Regions from separate parts of the Macaca mulatta genome. Here region 1 is linked to region 2. The links are chromatin contacts, called in public Hi-C maps. All regions are on one chromosome and are shown on one strand. The core of a region is the stretch at or near the end of the contact, and the rest is flanking DNA. Distances in the headings are between cores, read along the strand shown.

What was found. A called contact is a pair of places that touch in the nucleus more often than the background predicts.
Region 1: a contact with region 2 is called in a Hi-C map of blood, with 2.7 times the contacts expected there. The contact joins the enhancer-like site here to the promoter of MAP4K4 in region 2. A contact is called at or near these places in 7 of 14 Hi-C or Micro-C datasets (CD4 T cells, blood, cortical neurons and 4 more).

The regions. Positions count from the first base shown.
Region 1 is chr13:9,983,026-9,989,374 of T2T-MMU8v2.0, reverse strand. MAP4K4 (mitogen-activated protein kinase kinase kinase kinase 4) reads right to left here. Exons shown (of 29, transcript XM_077958917.1): 6 at 6,222-6,312; 7 at 3,937-4,067; 8 at 1,679-1,733; 9 at 131-209. Among named protein-coding and RNA genes, the nearest start is that of MAP4K4, 130 kb to the right of the region's middle. Within about 2 kb of position 4,209, at least 8 of the 40 cell types and tissues checked have an H3K27ac peak or open chromatin away from gene starts, as enhancers often do. A contact at or near this core is called in blood, where this site is marked.
Region 2 is chr13:9,851,912-9,858,264 of T2T-MMU8v2.0, reverse strand. It overlaps MAP4K4 (mitogen-activated protein kinase kinase kinase kinase 4), which reads right to left and starts at 2,996. Exons shown (of 29, transcript XM_077958917.1): 1 at 2,561-2,996; 2 at 2,155-2,220. The coding sequence starts at 2,617.

The DNA.
Region 1 (6,349 bases), core at 2,960-5,459, 130 kb before region 2:
TTGGAGTTTTGGAGAACCAGTTCTTGTGTTCCCCAGAATTAGAAGGGCCAGAATTTTATCTCAAAGCAAAGTATAAGTAAAAAGAAACAAAAAAAAGGAAAAGAACAACAAAAAACCATATATAGCTTACCATTTTTTTGACTTCAGCCGGGGAGGAGGGTTTCTGGGAATGAGAAACAGTGCTCTCATTGGATGCATGTCACAGAGAGCTGAGGAGAGGAGACGGTCGTGTCAGTATGGCACTTACTTTACTCATTCTTGATTTCTAGGGCTCAGTCATAAATAACATGAAATGCTCTGGCCCATCGTCTGACTGACAGGCTTCATACCGAGCAGTCTAGACACCTAGTTATGAACTCCAGGGCATACCTTGAATTTCCCATTTAAAAACAGCACAGCGGGAGGATGAGAGCAACAAGAAGAATATACATTTTTCAACAGACATTGGAAAGTTTTCATAAATCTAAGTCTTACAGGAACTAACACTTAGGTTGTTAAACTATCTGTAAGATTACAATGAAAACGATTGCATTTTCATAGGGTTGTTGTCGAGATTAAATAAGATATGGCTTGCAAAGGCCTTCACGCAATGCCTGGAACAGAATGAGCACAGTTAGGCCCTCCAGAAATGCTGTTTGTTGTTACAGCTAAAAATACTAGAAAGAGCAAAAATTGAGCATGAAATGGATTTACTTCTGTGCAATTACTGTTTTTGTACTCCTATCACTCACCCAATAAAGGTGTGTTAGGCACACACGCAGGCATTACTGTGTCACCATAGGCAATGTGCACTTTCATGTGTTTCTTTACCTTCAAAAGACCCTTACAAGGCATCTGGGCAATGAGGAGGGGCAGACAATACTATTCCCCTTGTGAACAAAAACTGAGACAAAGGATGAGGTGGTACTTCCCCGCCTTACTGTCTCAGAGGGAAGCACAGGGGAATGTATGGTGTTTGAGGCAGATCTCTATTTCCACGCTGAAAACTAATTTTTAGCTGTCAATAATTACTTTCATTCATTCAACAAATATTTATTCAGCAGCAACTATGTGCTGTGCCAGACAGTTATACATTCTTTGTGTAGACCTTTTTTAATGGGGACAGCAGAAAATGCAGGGTTTTTTTTTCCTTTGCTCTCTGCAATTCTACCTCATCCGTGATCAAAAATGAATTATATGAAGTTCTCATTAATTCAATCCAATGGAGAAGCAAAAACTCACAAAATTTCAGTTAACACGCACAAAAAATTATTCTATTAATAAAGTTTTGCCTCCATTTGTAAACTCAAAACTTAATACTAAAATTTCATGTGTTAGGAGTAGTTTCACTGAATTATTCAATTTAAAATGTAAAGAGAAAACTTACTACTTATTATTTGATCTCAGCACTACTTCAGGTCACACATTTGAGTACAACTTAAATAAAAGAAAATGTAGCCTATAGGCCTCCTAGAGATATTTAAAAGAAATAGTAATAGTGGTTGCCAAGAATTCCTTTTATATCTAAAACTTGACTATATTGATGATGCCTTCATCTAAACAGTCTACCAGAAATGCCTTTATCCATGGAGCTGAGCTGTTCTTTTTGAAGTCTTGGGAGAGATTTAAGTTACACGTTAACAAGTGAGCTAAAAAGAAAAGTTACTTACGGGGGGAAAAAGAAAAGAAAGTTACTTACGGGGAGCACCTTCTGCCATCTCGATGGCTGTAATGCCACAAGACCAAAGATCACTCTGCAAAAATAAAACAGTATGTTACGGATACTGGAGTAGCTACAAAGCCACTAACTTACATGTCTGGCTATTCACACAACTTTGCTATATAAACCAAAATGAAGTTTGCCAGAAAATTAAAAGTACAAACACATTTGTAGAACTTATGGAAGGAGGGAGGGACGGAGGGAGGGAGGAAGGAAAGAAGCAGAAAATTGATTTGATTAAAACCACTTACATCTATGAATGAACTAGAGCTGGTCCCACTTAAAAACCTCTCTCTAACTGTTCAGTGAATGGTCTACGGTTCAATATATTTCTTCATTTCTTCATAAGCATTCAATACTTTAGACTTCTGGCCCAGATGGATGTTTATTGTTAGTAACTCAAACTTAATTAAGATTTTAAAGTTTAAAGGCCAGAAACCATTCTTTACAAAGTGCTCCCCACTGAATTCATAAAACCTAACATGGCTCACTAATTCAAATCATGCTACTAAGCATCCCCACCCTACTTGCAAACCAAACAAGTCAGCTGGTTTTCTGTACATGGAATCTTTTTTTTTTTTTTTTCTGATTCCCCTGAAATACTAAATTTAAAATTTGAATTAAACTTCACTTTCTACTCAAATATAAGTTCCATGAAGGCAGGCATTTTTGCCAGTTTTATTTACTTTTGTAATGGAGAGTACTCACTAAACACTGTTTGATGTACTGAAGTCTTATCAGACAATATTTCTTAAAATCCAAAAAAAAGAATTTTTGAAAAGCAGATGAGGATAGTTATTATCATTACTATATATTTGTTTATATGCTATCCTAACCAAGGAATTAAAGTTGCTCAGTTTAAAGGTTTTCTAAATAATCTATACTTATATTACAAAGTTCAGACACATATATCTGAATACAACAAAAAGGAGAGACCTATCATTCCTCCCTTATTTTCATTAAGCTTTCTATACTATCAGGGTACACAAAGGGGCTCATTACCCTAATCCAGGGGCCACTCCTGGCAATGAGCGGGGGATGAACAGCTCTGCATGTCCCCTGCTGTGAGGCAACATGAAGAACCTCCACCTCCACCTCCCCAGTGGTGATTTTGCTAAGAAGGTTTTCCTTGATACAAATTAAGCCTTTCTAGTTTACAGGAAACAAACTAAATGACATAAAGAAGTAATGAGACAAATCTCAAGGGTAGAACATTAGACAACAGGCCCAGGCTCTTCAGAAAGTCAGTTTTATGGCAAAACAAAAACAAATACAAAAAAACGAGGTGGGGGTGGCAGTGGAGGTGGTTCTAGATTAAAAGAGATTAAATAACCAAATACACTGTCTTGTTCTGCATACCAGCCAGGTCTAATTACCAACTTTGTATTAACTATTTGTATTTACTTAGGTATAATAATTATTTGGGGAATGCGGGAAAACATTTTTAAATTTTAGAGACATGGTAAAGAGTGGAAAGTCACAAAGTCTGTTACCTATTTTAAGATACTTCAGTATATAAAAAATAAAAGTTACTCTGCACTACAGTCTTAAATTAAGTCTCATTAATTGGATATTTGTAATAAATACTAAAATACATGGGAGACTGTTAAGACATGAATTCCATTTTGCATATCATTAACAGGTATATTAACCAGACTGGCTCATCTAATTAAGGCATGGATTTTTAAAAACAGCTTTTGTAAACATAGTAACCCGAGTCTGATATCAAATATGGATTTACATCTAGATTTTTTTTTTAAAGTGCATTATTGATTCAAGTCCCTAGAGGTCACTCTAATAATTTAAATAAATTTGTATACCAAATCAATGCTGTACAGCAGTTTAACAAGAATAATATAAAATTTCACTCGAAGCTATTATTGTACACTGGCAATATTTTAAAAAGAATAAATATTCGATTCTAATATATTCTTCAAGTTAAAAAAAAAAAAAAAGGATAGTAAATAGGAACAAAAAGCTCTAGGCACGACAAAGTGCTCCAGACTGCTTTGAAACCAGTGTATTCCTTAATGAGAACACAGTCATGTGATACAAATGGCCAAAAAAGACAGCATCTGAATACTGTCCTGAAAAATCTGCACCTGCAATTTTCCTCACTGAAGGTCTTCCTCCCTGAAAAGGCAGGCAGACAAGGGGTGTGCGATTTATAAGCAAAGCCGCCATCCCTCAGGCATGCCAGTGGCCCTGCAAAGGCCTACGGAGCAGGTGCCTCTTACTCTGTAATCATAGGTGGCATCCGGGTTCTCATCACAGGCGATGACCTCAGGAGCCATCCAGTAGGGAGTGCCTATGAACGTATTTCTCCGCCCCACTGTCCTGTCCAGCTGAGCACTCACACCAAAGTCAACTGTGGGAGGGAGAAAAAGGAAGAGAAAGTGAAACACAATTACAAACCAGATATACTTGTGAAAAAACACAAGGAGGAAATGTCTTCGTAGTAAACTGAAACAGCAGTGCTTCATGAATATGCGATCCTCCTCAAGGCAAGCACCACTGGTCAGGAGTGCCCTTCCACAGTAAAGCCACCGAGACTGTGAGATCCTCTACCAGTCTGGAAGCTTCTGTGAAGCCTGGATCTGGCTGCCTCCCCAGCTTCTCCGACAGTGACCAGCAGAGGGCCTTTTGAATGAACCACAACCTTCAGTGCTTTCAGAGAACTGCCGCAAACAAGATCAAGTCACAGAGAGCCCCAGGTTCTGGAGAACTGACTGAAGACACACTTGACTTACCTTCTTAAACAGCACTAATAACCATAAAGGTAAGAAATTCACAAAAGTTTTCTTGAAAAAAACACAGTACTGAATCAAAAAAAAAAAAAAAAAAAACAACAAGCTAAATCATATGTTCACAAACAACACACCCTAAAGCACTTGGGACTTCTGCTGATTTTTCAGTGACTTCTGCATCCCACCCAATTGGATGGTGGTGGTGGTCTAGAGGACAGTTCAAGGATGGGAGGCAGAGCTGGCAGGAAGACCATGACCTCTAACGGAATGCCTGCCATCCGTCCCTGCCAACACTACCACCACACACACTACCACTACCCAAGCAGGAACCTGCAAAGGTGGAGGCGCCCATGCAGAAAGGCCTACGAAGCGCTGAGATGACTAAAAGGGATCATAGATTCAACTTCTATGCACAGAACACGCTCAGAAAATGGCTTGTCCAGGGTGTGGACTTACTCACTGAGTACTCCTTCAGAGACAGAGACACACGGGCCAGGCAGCACAGGAACCAGGGACACACAGGCCAGCCAGTTAGTGCAGGAAGCCTAAGCGAGCATCACAGCGACTTGGAAGGCAATGGTAACCAATCACTAAGTGATCGCTCAGGTACTATCAGAGGCCGATAGCAGGAGACCAGTGCAGGGAACGCACAGCTCACTGAGTCATTTGGTATGAGAACTGCTCAAGTGCTTCCTTGAGGGGAGCCCTGAGGGGAGTTTCCAATTGGGCAGATTCCTCCATAGAAGACCAACAAACACAGACACTATGCAAGGAGGTAACTATGAAGGTCTTACTTTTACAGTACAACAGCTGTGCCTATGATTTCTAAAAGAAAGGTGGACCAGACCCATATAAACAGAAAGAATTTTGTTATGATGTGTTAGTGGAAGAAAAATTAATACAAACGCTATTTAAAAATTTGATACAACACTTAGATGAAAGTGGAATAAGTTCAGACCCAGCTAAAGGAAACAAGAAATATAAAAGAACCCTTGTGAATAACTCCAGGAAACCACCACGGGCTGTAATTACCTATCCATGCAGAAATTTATCAAGCACCTACTACAATGAAGTCACTATGCTGTGGGTGCTGGGTAATAGGCTATTTGCTGCATTCCCAGAATTTACATTCTGGCAAAGGAGACAGTAACAGAAGTAAAAAACAATCACATAACTATAAATTGTGAACAATACTATGAAAGAAACAAGCAGCAAGGCCCAAGACAGATCAGAGGTTGGAAAAGGCCCCTGAACATGAGAAAAAAAACTGTGACTTCAAAACTGAAGTCAAGTCTTCCCAATGGGAAACAGTTATGCAAAGGCCCCAAGGCAAGATCCAGGAAGTTTAAGAAAAGAAAAAAAGACAGTGACTGATGAAGAGAGAAGTAAAGAGGGACATAAAATGAGGAGGGAAAAGTAGCAGGCATCAGATCCTACATGGCTTTTTATAGGCAAGGGTGAGAAATGTCGGTTTTATCCAAAGTAAAATAGGAAGCCATTAAGGGTCTTTAAGCAGGAAAGTGGCATGGTCTGATCTGAAGATCAGTCTGGCTGCTGTATAGAGAACCAGGGGGCGGGAGGTGGGAGGGAACTAACATGGAAGTGGGGAGGCTGGAGCCAGGCTAAGCAATATGCTCGGTTCCCACATTCTTAAGAACAGAAATAGAAAACATGGGTAACAGACTGAACTTTTAGCTAGATGGAAGCAGAACTGGGAGTGCAGCTGGCTTGTGCCAGGTGCAATTACGAGATCACGCCGCACATCCATTACATACCAAGTTTCACCTCTGCATTCTCAGTCAGCAACACATTCTGGCCCTTGATATCCCGGTGAATCACGTGATGAATGTGAAGATGTGCCAGTCCCTGAATAGGAAAGACAGGCCTGAATTTTAGTTTTCTG
Region 2 (6,353 bases), core at 1,747-4,246:
AATGTGATTTTGTAAAAAAGAAATATTCTCAAGTATTTATGACTGAAATGGCATTTGGGGTTTACATTAAGATAAAGGAGAAGAAGAATACAGATGAGACAAGATTAGTCATGTGCTGATAAACCTCTCTAGTCTTTATGTTTCAAGTTTTCCATAATATAAAAATGTAACTGCTTATGAGCAAAACCTCAGGCACTATTTTGTTCTGGACTGTAGGCAACTTTTGCACGGATTTTATTTCTTAGGTTTGCATAATTAGAGAAATTCTCAACTGCACAGACTTTGTAGTCAGAGAGCTGTGTCATGCCAGTATCCCAAATACTTGTCAAACATAGCGCTCAGCAAACCTAGTTCAAAAGCTTGGGAGGGCTGGGGGGAATGGAACTAAAAAGGCAATGAGGGGAAATAACAATGAACTTGACTAAACTCTTACCATAAACAGCTCCCACCTCTTAAAACCAATAAAGACAAACTGGGGTTTCATTCTTTCCTTTTTCTTAAGGTTTAAAGACTATATTACCTTCTGGCTTACTTCTCTGCCCTTAACATCCATGCTGACCAAATAAGACAAACAATCCAACTACTGTGTAACCAGGTCAAAAACAAGCTCTGGCTAATTCACTTGGAAGACTACAATCACCACTTAGATTTGGCGAGAAAAAACTGGGTTAGAAAAAAACTGACTGATGCTTAAACAAACAACAGACCCGGGAGAGTATCCTTTAGCCAGTTACCAACCACTCAGCGAATTGCAACACAATCTTCTCCAAAATTTTCCAAAGCCTTCCAAATTCAGTTGAGCCCGGCAAGCTGAGTTAACAGGGCTCTCTTTCAAATTCAAAAATCTGGCCCCGGCCCCAAGAGTTAACCAACAAAACACAAGCTAATACACTTGAGATCACCTAAGAATACTGACCCAAGTTCGGACCACAGTCCAGTAAGTACACTGCCCAGGCTAGAAGTTTGGGCTGAGGAGAGGCGTTTAAGTGATAGATAAACTCTACTCACAAAGCAGAAAAGAGACAGACAATAAGATCCACACTTAATCTAGCCTAAGAAAACGTCTACAGTCAGCTTCCAACCCCCCCCCAACTCCACCCATTTTTAATGAGACAATGACAATTCTTCATGGTGAACCACAAAGCCCTGCTTCCCTAACCTTGTACCGACTCTAACAGAACACTCCCCCAGTGCAGATTAAACTTTTAGAAAACGTTCAGTAATGAGAAACGAATCAAGACAGGAAGAATTTAACATTCCGTTCTGAATTTTCAAGGCCTGTGCCTCCATTCCCTACAGCTCTTTCATAATCTCTAGACTGTACAATGGATAAAATGAACACTGTTAGTCACATCAGGTGTCAGCTACTCAGCGCAGACTCAGTCTCCAGATTTGCTAGTTTCATTTATCGTTGGGGTGGAGGGTGGGTGTTAAAATTTTCAAAAAAGATAAAGACCTGGGTGGGTGTGAAACCAGGGCATCCTCTATATTCTCTTCGCTCTCCGTCATTTCTGTTTCAATTACACAGCTGTCAAACAGGTTATTCCTGGAATTCAGATTTTATAATCCCCACACTGTAATTCTTCCTGCTCCTGTTGCCCAAACACACACTCCTCCCTGCTTCCCCAAAATACGTATCCATCAATAGAAAGGATGACAACCACAGTTATAAAGTATTCCCAGGTAACGCCAAACTCCCCACCTTGAGCAACTGGCAAGCACTGAGTGGAGGCTGAAACATGATGACAATTTTCACGATGGCCAAAGCAGTGGTTTAGGATCGTCAGAGGCAAGGCCCGCCTCCACGGTATTTTAATTTACACACAAACTCAGGAGGCCAGATTTGGGGGGAAAAAAAGAGAAAATTCAGGTTGTCTTATTTTTTAAAAATGCTTTTCCATTTTTTTGAAGTAAAGTGCATGCCTAAGAGTGTAGCTTATTTCCTTATCTCAAAGCCAGGAAATGAGGTCTTTTAAGGCCAGTCTGAATATAAACTCGGTGTGCAAAAACAGAGGGACTGCAAGGCGAAACCCCTCTCCCAACTTTGGCCAAGCGGCGTGGCCTCCAGTCAGCAGCCTGTTTATCACCCTCTCCTCGTCCCCCAACAAGAAGTTTCCACATGCCACGGGAAACAAAGAAGGCGCCCACACCAACCTTATAGACTTGTCCATAGGTGCCATTTCCAACCACTTCCACCAGCTCAAAAATCCCAGCAGGATCCTGGAGAGGAAGGAGGGGAGGGGTTATCATTTAAAAGAAGCCAAAAAATGAATAAATCAAGCAGGGCAGTTAGAGAGAAAGGGCGGTGACAAAAGAGGTGGGTTTCGCCCCGCGCGGTCCCCCGGCGCCCGGGGGTCACGCGGCGGGCTCGGGGCGTGGGGGCGGCGGAGGGTAGCGCCCGCCCCGCACCAGCCCGCACAGGCAGACAAAGGGGCCGCCGCGCCGGCGGCTCTGCCCACGGCGGCGCCCGAGCGCCCGGCCGACCAGGGCGCGGCCCCGGCTGCCGGCTGCCGGCTGCCCGCTCCCCGCTCCCCGCGCGCCCGCTCGCGGGCCCACTCACCCGCAGGGAGGAGAGATCGATGTCCACCAGACTTTTTGCAGGGGAGTCGTTCGCCATTTTCCCTTTTTGCCACCAAAAAACAAATAACAATAAATGTCTCTGTCGCTCTGTGTATCTCAGCCGCAGACCAGGCCGCCGACGGCGCTCCTCGCGCGGCAGCCGGGCCGGCCCGGGACTCTCCTCGCGGGGCCGGGGGCGGCGGCGGCGGGCTCGGCTGCGCTCTCGGGCCGCTCGGGGCTCTCGGCCGGCCGGGCCGCGCGGAGGGCGGACGGAGCGTGCGCGGGCGGCGGCGGCGCTCACACCATGGCGCGGGGCCGGCCGTCAGGCCCCCGGGCGTCGCCCGCCGCCTCAGGCCCCGGCGCCCGCGCCCCGCGCCGCGCGCCTTGAGGACGGGCCCGGAGCGTGGGGCCGCGGCGGCGCCGAGAGTTGAGCGAGTGAGCGCGAGGCAGCGAGACAAAGATAACCCGGGAGGCGGAGGCGGAGGCGGGGAGCGAGGCGGGGAGCGAGGTGGGGAGGGAGGGGGCGGCGGCGGCGCGGGAGGAGGAGAAACGGGACACCAAAAATATATTCTGAGGAGAGAGAAAACAGCTCCCCCTTTCCTCCTCAGGCAGGAAAAACCGGCGGAAACGCACTCACACCCCTACCCTGCCGGGGAGGGCGCGGGCCGAGGCGCCCGCGCGGCGTGAATATTCATCAGGGGTGGGGCCCGAACAATGGCCGGGCCGGCGGGCAGTGCGGGCAGCGGCCCCGACACGACGCCCGGCGCCCAGGGTGCGGCCCCGGCGCTCGACCCCGCACGGCGCTCCCGAAAACAGCAGGAGCGGGGAGGAAACGGGCTGGGATTTCCCCGGGGAGGAGCTGAGGTGGAGAAACGCCCCTACCTCGCGCTAACAACAAATGACAGGAAACTGAGCTGGACCGACGCTAAGAGGACAGGGACCCTCGTGTCTCCCAGGGCAAGGGTGTGTCCCGCCGGCCGCGCCCCGGCTCTAGAGGGACGCGAACCGGGTGTTGCCGCGCGGAGGAGGGGCCTCCCTCGATCCTCGCCCCCTCCTCGCCCCGCTTGCCCCATCCCCCACTCTCCCACCTCCTAGAGAGGAGACCCTGAAGTCCCTCGTTTCCGGCTTCCCTGCACGGTTTTCTTTTCCTTTCTCTGCTTTTGCAAGCTAAATGTGTGGTACGGTTGTGGTTGTAGTTGCGGGATCCGCTGAGCATCGCTGGGCTGCCGGGCCACATCCAAAACAGCTCCTGTAATTGCCTGGCGCTGCGCTCCCGGCTGCGCTCGGTAGGTGAGCACTGTGTTTGGGGCCCTTAGTACCGACCCGCGTTTTGTAACCTGGACATCACTAAGGATCAACAAACAGGTTTCTTCCGGCAACCTCGGAAGCCAGTCGGTAGTTAGGCACTTTAATGCCAGTGAATCAACAGCCATTTACATCGCATTCCTCCACCGTCCAAAAACTTTCAGTGGTTCCCGGTTACCTGACAGGTGTTCTCAAAACGTGCGTGCTTCAGGCAAAGTGCCGATTGCCTGGCCCTGCCTCCCGAGTTCCCGTTTCAGGAGGTCAGCAATGGGCCTGAGAATGTGCGTGTGTAAGTTCTCAGTGTAGCTAACGTCACTGTTACAGGGATCACTTGTTGACAACAGTGGCCTCCGGCTATTCATGATTGGATTTTCATAAACATAACCATCATCGTCTACCAATTCTTATGCACATACTGTGTCTCCCCCAAACAAACGCATTGTGCCAAGTGCTTTACACACAGCACTCTATTTACAGCCTTGAAGGAATGTTATCCTCCTTTTTGGTAAGGAAAGCAAAGTACTGAAAGATAAGGAATATGTCCGAATTCCTTAAAAGCCCAGCCTGGAAGTTGAGCAGGGATTTTCACCAGGTTAGCCTGTTCGCAGAATCCGGATCTCTGATTCAGTCAGCCAAGTTAGTTAGCTCTACCCAGAATATGTATGGCACTCTCCTGCTTCCCAACAGTTTGGTTTCTGAAATTTTTGACTATGAGAATCCCTGGTAAGGGTAAAATATATTGAGGGGCTCCTGGTATCCATTTATAAGGAAAATTATAGTAACCAAGTATTCCTATGAATGTATTGGTGCTTTTAGATAATTTTGGTTTTTGCCAGCAGCAATGGCATTATCTATAAGTGTAAATAAAATAATTTACTCAGAGAACTAGACAGAAACACATCTGAACTTTCAGGCTATCTTACTATTGATAACATTGTTTTTTGTTTGTTTTGAGACAGAATCTGACTGTCACCGAAGCTGGAGTGCAGTGGAGTGCTCTCAGCTCACTGCAACCTCTGCCTTCTGGATTCCAGCAATTCTTCTGCCTCAGCCTCCCCAGTAGCTGGGACTACAGGCGCCTGCCACCATGGTCAGCTAATTTTTTATTTTTAGTAGAGACAGGGTTTCACCATGTTGGCCAGGCTGGTCTTGAACTCCTGACCTCAGGTGATCCGCCCGCCTTGGCTTCCCAAGGTGCTGGACTACAGGCATGAGCCACCATGCCTGGCCTATTGCTAGCATTTTAATAGTGTTTATTATTAATAATAGATGATATAATGTGCTAAGTCCTTCACATGTATTATCTCATTATTCTGCTCTTAATTCCAAATGACACTCCATTATTCCCACTTTATACATTAGAAAACCAGCACTTAAAAAAGTTAAGTAACTTGCTCACTATGCACAACTAGACCTGATGCAGAAATGCCAGGGCCCCCCACAAAGCAGCCTCCTTCCACAGGTTCAACTCCAAATCCATGACATTGAAGCCCACCTCTCACCTCCCCTTCCTCTCCATCTATCCACATTCCTTCATCACCTCAAGCCCAACTCAAAATCATCTCTTCCTTCTCCTACAGGCTCTCTTTAAATCTGTGTCTCTCCTACGCTGCTATCCTCTATATCACCGTTGTGCCTGTTATCTCCCACTTTAGAATCATTACCTATTCTGGAAGTGCCTACACAGTACAAGGCACTGGCTTAGCAATTGCCTGGGATATCGGGAAGATCGAGACAGCCTACCCTCAAAGAGTTTACACACTGATAATGGGCATAAGACAGCTTCATAAATAACCACTAGTACAAAGCAGAACAGTGTCGATTTTAGCAAGATGGAAAGAGTACTAAACAGATCTAGTGGAAAGTATGCTGGATTTGGGGCAAAATTGAACTGGCTTTGAACCCTAGTTATTTGTCCGTTGTGCAGCCTTGCATGTGTTTCTTCTGAGCCTCTCGTTCCTCTTCTGCATACCAGATGAAGACTGAAAATGAGAAAAACAAGCAAGAGACAAGAGCCTATGCCAGGGTAATAAGGGGTGACAGGAGGTATTAATATAAGAGGTCTTGAGACAGTAGATTCTCTAAGGCTTGGCATCTGATACAATACCAGAAGGCAGTGTAGACAAGAAGGTAAAAGATTTGTTTGTGGTTCAGAACTTGGGAGGATGTCCACACTTGGGAAGATGCTGTCACAACAGAGAAAAAGATGGGAATTACTAAATGGTAGCAAGAAAGGAAGATTTAGTTTTGAACCCAAAACCAAAGTCAATTACCTTTTCATGCAGGAGTGGTGTACACATGCCCAGCTTGAAACTCCACTCTAGCACCCGGCATCAGGGCCATGTTTTCAATTAACACCATGTATTAGCTTGGGCTGCCATTACAAAATACTATAGCCTGGGTGGCTTAAATAACAGAAAATGTTTTCTCGCAGTTCTGGAGGCTACAAGTCCAAGATCAAAGTTCTGGCCAACTCGATTTCTGGTGAG